Linked DNA regions of Hordeum vulgare: region 2 is linked to region 1. The links are chromatin contacts, called in public Hi-C maps. All regions are on one chromosome and are shown on one strand. Each heading gives the region's core, a stretch centred on a gene start, on an enhancer-like site or on the middle of the called end of the contact. The rest is flanking DNA. Distances are from core to core; before and after follow the strand shown.

Region 1 (2,788 bases), core at 220-2,719:
GACATATTTTAGAGTATAGATTCAATCATTTTGTTCCGTATGTAGATCTTTAGTGAAATCGTTTAAAAGACTTATATTTAGGAATGGAGGGAGCACATTTCAGCAGCAGTGTTGGTCAATGCAGCGAACCCCACAACATGGAAAAATGCAGCAAGAAAAACACGTACGTAACAGCGCTTGTTCATCAAGGAAAAAGTGCAACAAAACCATTTTCGCCTGCCTGCCTACCTGGCTGCGTGCGTGACTTTCAACCAGTCAATCAATCAACTACCCTGCTCTCAGTTAGGTTATGTGTCTTGGTTGGTTTCTCGCAAAAAAAAAGTGTCTTGGTTGGGGCTTTGTGACGGCGGTGATGTGGTTCAATAGAAATATTTTCTTACGTTTTATCCTAATACCAACGATACGTCTAGCATTGTTGGAGGACATGTGGAGGTATTTTCGCTGAATCTCATGAAATTCGGTCGGTGCTATACTTTTTGATTGTCTTTTGTCTACTACAATAAAGTTCTACCCGGCCCGGATGATGGAGGGGCAATGACGTCGTCATGCCCTCAGCTCGCTCCCTTGCTTGCATTCGTAGTTAGGCGATCAATAGACCTGGTTGTAATTTTTATTATCTCTGGCTTTATTTGTACTGCCGCGATGGATTATGATAAGAAGCATCGGAAGTGTATCCCACAAAGAAAAGACAATCAATCAAGTAATCAACACCGCAAACCACACCAAGCAAAGCAAGGCCGATCGTTCGCCAGATCCCATCCGTGAACAATGCCGATGGCTCGATAGATACAGCGGGTCAGTGGGCGCGGCTGCCGTCGATGGCACACCGCGCCGTACGCAGAATCGCCGACGGACGGATCGATCGACCGGACATGCATGAACAGTGAAACGGCAGCAGGCCATCGAGCCGGCAGCGCAAACGCGTTCAGGACGGACGCACACGCACGCACGCACGCACGGGCTCGTGTCTGCCTGGCGACCACAACTAGTGCTTACTTTTTCGTACCTTCTCTTTGTAATCAACCACGTGAACAGTACGGCGCATAAAAGAGTTGATGATGATGCCGTCAGGCTGGGGTTTTAACCTTCAGTGCCCCACCGGCTGCCGGCTATCTGCTGCTGCTGCTAGCTGCTAGAAACAGTCGTCCTCGGACTTGACCCGCACCCATCAGCCGTCGTCGGATGCTACGCGCAACGGAGAAATGAAGATCCGACATGGGTTTCAAGGCGCGACGGCGACGGGCCACCGGCCACCGCCAGCCGTACCTCGGGCATCTTACCTAGCTAGCTTTGCAGTCGGAAGGAAGGAAGGTGCAGACGGCAGACGGCAGATGAAAACTGAAAAGGTTGGGGTAACCTGATCCACAAGCAGACCCACCGGCGCCGGGAGTGTGGCACACGCGTCTGGGCCTGCTTGGCTGCTCAGCGCTATAAAGCCGGGACATATGCCATCTCCGGTTCTCCACACCACCATTCAGAGGAACCACACACCACATCCACTTTATCTATCCATCGCCCGTTGAGAGGTTCGGAAGCGGTGAAGCACAAGTGCAGCAACAGCTGCGAGAAAGCAGCAATGGCGAGGCACAGCCTCCTTGCCGTGCTCCTCGTCGGGCTGCTCGCGGCCTCCGGCTTCAGCCTCGCGGCCGCTGCTGGCCGGGGCCTCGCCGAGAAGCTCCCCGAGCCAGAGCCCAAGCCCACGCCGTACCCGGAGCCCAAGCCTATGCCTAAACCTGAACCCATGCCGAAGCCGGAGCCCACACCTATGCCTAAGCCTGAACCCATGCCAAAGCCGGAGCCCAAACCTATGCCTAAGCCTGAACCCATGCCAAAGCCAGAGCCCAAGCCGGAACCCAAGCCGGAGCCGATGCCAAAGCCAGAACCCAAGCCCGAGCCGATGCCTAAACCAGAACCGAAACCTGAGCCCAAACCTGAGCCTATGCCTAAACCAGAACCGAAACCTGAGCCCATGCCTAAACCAGAACCGAAACCTGAGCCCAAACCCGAGCCGATGAAGCCAGAGCCTAAACCGATGCCGAAACCGGAACCAAAGCCAGAGCCCAAGCCCGAGCCGATGCCAAAACCCGAACCAAAGCCAGAGCCCAAGCCCGAGCCGATGCCGAAACCCGAACCGAAGCCTGAGCCCAAGCCTTACCCCATGCCCAAACCTGAGCCTAAGCCTGAGCCCAAGCCAGAGCCGATGCCAAAACCTGAGCCTAAGCCTGAGCCCAAACCAGAGCCGATGCCAAAACCCGAACCAAAGCCAGAGCCCAAACCAGAGCCGATGCCAAAACCCGAACCAAAGCCAGAGCCCAAACCAGAGCCGATGCCAAAACCCGAACCAAAGCCAGAGCCCAAACCCGAGCCGATGAAGCCTGAGCCTAAACCGATGCCAAAACCCGAACCAAAGCCAGAGCCCAAGCCCGAGCCGATGCCAAAACCTGAACCCAAGCCAGAGCCGATGCCAAAGCCGGAGCCTAAGCCCGAGCCGATGCCAAAGCCAGAGCCCAAGCCTTACCCAATGCCAAAACCAGAGCCCAAGCCTCAACCCATGCCTAAGCCAGAGCCCAAGCCTGAACCCGAACCCAAGCCCGAGCCGCCTCCGAAGGGCAAGCCGCCGATGACTGACAATTGATGTGATGCTCACATATGACAGCCGAAGGAGGAGGAGATCGACCCCGTCCGGAGCCACGATGTGCTATTTCCAGAATAAGTGGCATAGTATCCGGCTAGCGAGATAGTGATGATGCATCTTTTTTGCATTCCTTGTATTCCACCATCCCTTTTT
Region 2 (3,024 bases), core at 238-2,737, 65 kb before region 1:
ATGCCCAGCAAACTCGTAAGGGCTTGTTCGGTTAATCCTCACCACAAGAGGATTAGAGAGGATTGAAGGGGATTGAGGTGAAATTTGACTTACAAGGGATTTAATCCTCCCCAACCCACTCTAATCCCCTTCAAATCTGTTGCAACCGAACAAGGCTTAAGGATGATGCAACCGGTCCGATCCATTAACGCTGGCTGTAGCGAGTCAAACAATCAGCAATCACTTCTTTTCCCTACTACTTACTTTCCGTTTTCAGTTAATTTCCCAAAATTTACTTTTTTCAGAAAAAGTGAATATTTATTTATTTTTAAGAACACTTTACAAAAACTTTTGTAAACATCTTTTGCAATTTTTTTGAACACTTCAAAAAATGCAAACTGAAAAGGTAAAAAAAACTAACATTATAAATGTTATGGTCATTTATAAAAAAAACCGGTAAAAAATACTACAGAAAAATGAAACCAAGAAAACCAGGAATGAGAACCTTACGAAATTATTGCTGGGGCATTTTGCGGCAATGAGCGATAAATAAGAAAATCTGTATACAATAGCTGAAGTAAACAGCATTGGCACCCCTCAAAAAAAAAAGGCAAAAAAATAATAATCATGGCCGACCGTCAGGCAAAAAAAAGTTCCAAGCAAAAATGTACACGGTGCAGTGACCCATTATTCAGCGACCTGCTTGCTAGAAACTCAGCAAACGCGCACCTCCTCGCCAGCGCAAGAACCAGCGGGCCCGATCCGTAACAACTGCATGTGGTGATCCTTAGTGTTTGCGTTATTATTTTTATCTCGGCAGTTTTTTAAGTAGAATTTATTTATTTTACCAGGCTTTCTGATAAATATTTCTATAAACATACAAAAGTTGAATGCCAATTCATAAAATTTCACGAATTTTAAAATATCCACTGATTGAACAAATATGTGATTTCAAAGAATGTTTATGATTTTAAAAACACGAATTCAAATAGCATACATGAGTTTGAAAAAGGTTCACGAGTTTTAAATACGTTAATGCATTTTATTTTATGAATTCAAAAAATGGTTACGATTTTGATAGTATATTTTTATTAAAAATATATTAAACAATATTCTAATTCAAAAATTTCAGTAATTTAAAAAATATTCATGAGTTTGAAAATGTTTACCAATTTATAAAATTATTCAAAGGTTTCATAACGTTAACTAATTCTCAAATATGTTCGTGATTTCATAGGATTTGCACGAATTGAAAAATGTTCACGAGTTTTCTTTTATGATTTACGATTTTGTTTGTATTTGATATAATTAAAGATTTAGAATTTTTTATATATTCTAGGGTTGTTGCAAATTGTTCCTTAGTATGTGAATTTGGAAAAAGAAAAATAATTTTTATGACAAAAGAAGAAAAATAAATGATAAAATAAATTAAGCAGACAAAAACACAAAGAAACAGTCTAACGGGCTGGCCCATCACCACAGGTTGGGGTGTGCGTTTCGTCTCTATCCATTGACGCGCGCGAGGAATATGATCCCCACACAGAGCTCACCCACACTGCCTTCTGTTCTAAAAAAAAATACACCGCACTGCCTTCTATAGATTTTCTATAAGTGGACCGGGCTATTCACGCGATATTCAAGCGGGGAGGCTGCTCCCAATTATGGAAACTTTCTAGAAGCTTCGAGGACAGTTTTGGGAAGCTTTTGTATACGCCCGGCCAGTTTTTTTCTTTTTTACTCGTTTTTTGCCTAGGGTTTTTAGTTTTTTCATTCGAGTTTTCTTTCTAAAATAATGAACGTTAAAAAAAGAATCACGAACTTTTTTGCAAATTTATTGGACTTTTTTTCAAGGTCATGCACTTTCCTTAAATTTCACCATTTGTTTCTAAATTCGTCGACAACTTTGGTGTGTGCAAAACTTTCTAAATCTATTAGAAAGCCATGGTTGGCCTTTTTCGACTAGGAGTTTCTACTTTTTTCAGAAGAACCAAAAAAGAGGTGAGTGTGTACAACGAGAGTACATGTTCCGGGGCGACCATTTGTATGAATGTGCAGTGGTGGAGGACGGACAAAAGTTAAGGTAGGACGGGCTTTTGTCACTCGTCACCGACAACGACGTTGCACCAATGCGTCGCCTTGCACGCAGCCTGCACCAAGGAAAATCAAGGTAGGGCGGCCGCCATGCCTTGACCTACCGTGTCCTCCGCGTGTGCGTGCGTGTGTGCGCATGTGTGCGTGTTTTGTATGAAACTAAATGATTGGTATCAACATCCATGTAGGTGCTTGTACCTTACTTTGGGCAATTATGAATGCCGGAATGACAATGTGTTTCACACACCTCACTCTATTTACTTTTCGAGCATGCATTATCGATCTTTATGTGGTCATCACTTCAACATGGCGACGCATGTTAAGTCATGCAATCTTGTTTACCGGTCGGTTGTTGTCCTTTTCTAATTGTTACATTCCTGTTAAATTTATTTGAGGGTATATCTTCTTCTTAGTTGATATACTATGCATTTGTTGAACTATCCTTTTTCCGTTCCATGAAAATGGTTTTTTTTCGTCTAAACATGCTTTATTCATTACTCAACAAAGTTCATAGGAATACAAGATAAATTTGGAGGGGTTAACAGTCACAAATGGCGCCCAAAATCCAAGCCGAAAGCATGCTGAGCGAGGCTATGTGCCTCAACATTGGTGGACCTACCTTCGAACATGAAGGTGCAACTATCAAAATTCTCCCTTGAAACCGCAATCTCCCTTGTGGTGCTGGCGTAGACACCCCCGGTGCAGTTTGTGATGTCGTTTAGTACTCCTTGGCAATCACTCGCGACGAGGATACGAGCAAGGTCCAGGTCAGTAGCAAGAGCAAGGGCCTCGCGACATGCCAACACCTCCAGGGTCGTCGGATCCGTCACCCCATTGATCTTGATTGCTGAAGCGCCCATGAAAGTGCCTCAAGAGTTTCTGTAAACTGCACTAAAAGAACCAAAGTTACCATCTGTGGAGACGGCTCCATCGACTCGGATTTTAGCAGTTCCT

The links. A called contact is a pair of places that touch in the nucleus more often than the background predicts.
Region 2: a contact with region 1 is called in a Hi-C map of leaf, with 4 times the contacts expected there. The contact joins the enhancer-like site here to the promoter of LOC123424793 in region 1. A contact is called at or near these places in 4 of 6 Hi-C or Micro-C datasets (leaf and seedling).

Annotation. Positions count from the first base shown.
Region 1 is chr2H:47,033,522-47,036,309 of MorexV3_pseudomolecules_assembly, reverse strand. It overlaps LOC123424793 (protein TsetseEP-like), which reads left to right and starts at 1,469. Exons shown (of 2, transcript XM_045108486.1): 1 at 1,469-2,318; 2 at 2,361-2,788. The coding sequence starts at 1,577. The coding sequence ends at 2,635.
Region 2 is chr2H:47,098,799-47,101,822 of MorexV3_pseudomolecules_assembly, reverse strand. No RefSeq gene overlaps it. Among protein-coding and RNA genes, the nearest start is that of LOC123433741, 17 kb to the right of the region's middle. Within about 2 kb of position 1,487, at least 2 of the 3 cell types and tissues checked have open chromatin away from gene starts, as enhancers often do. A contact at or near this core is called in leaf, where this site is marked.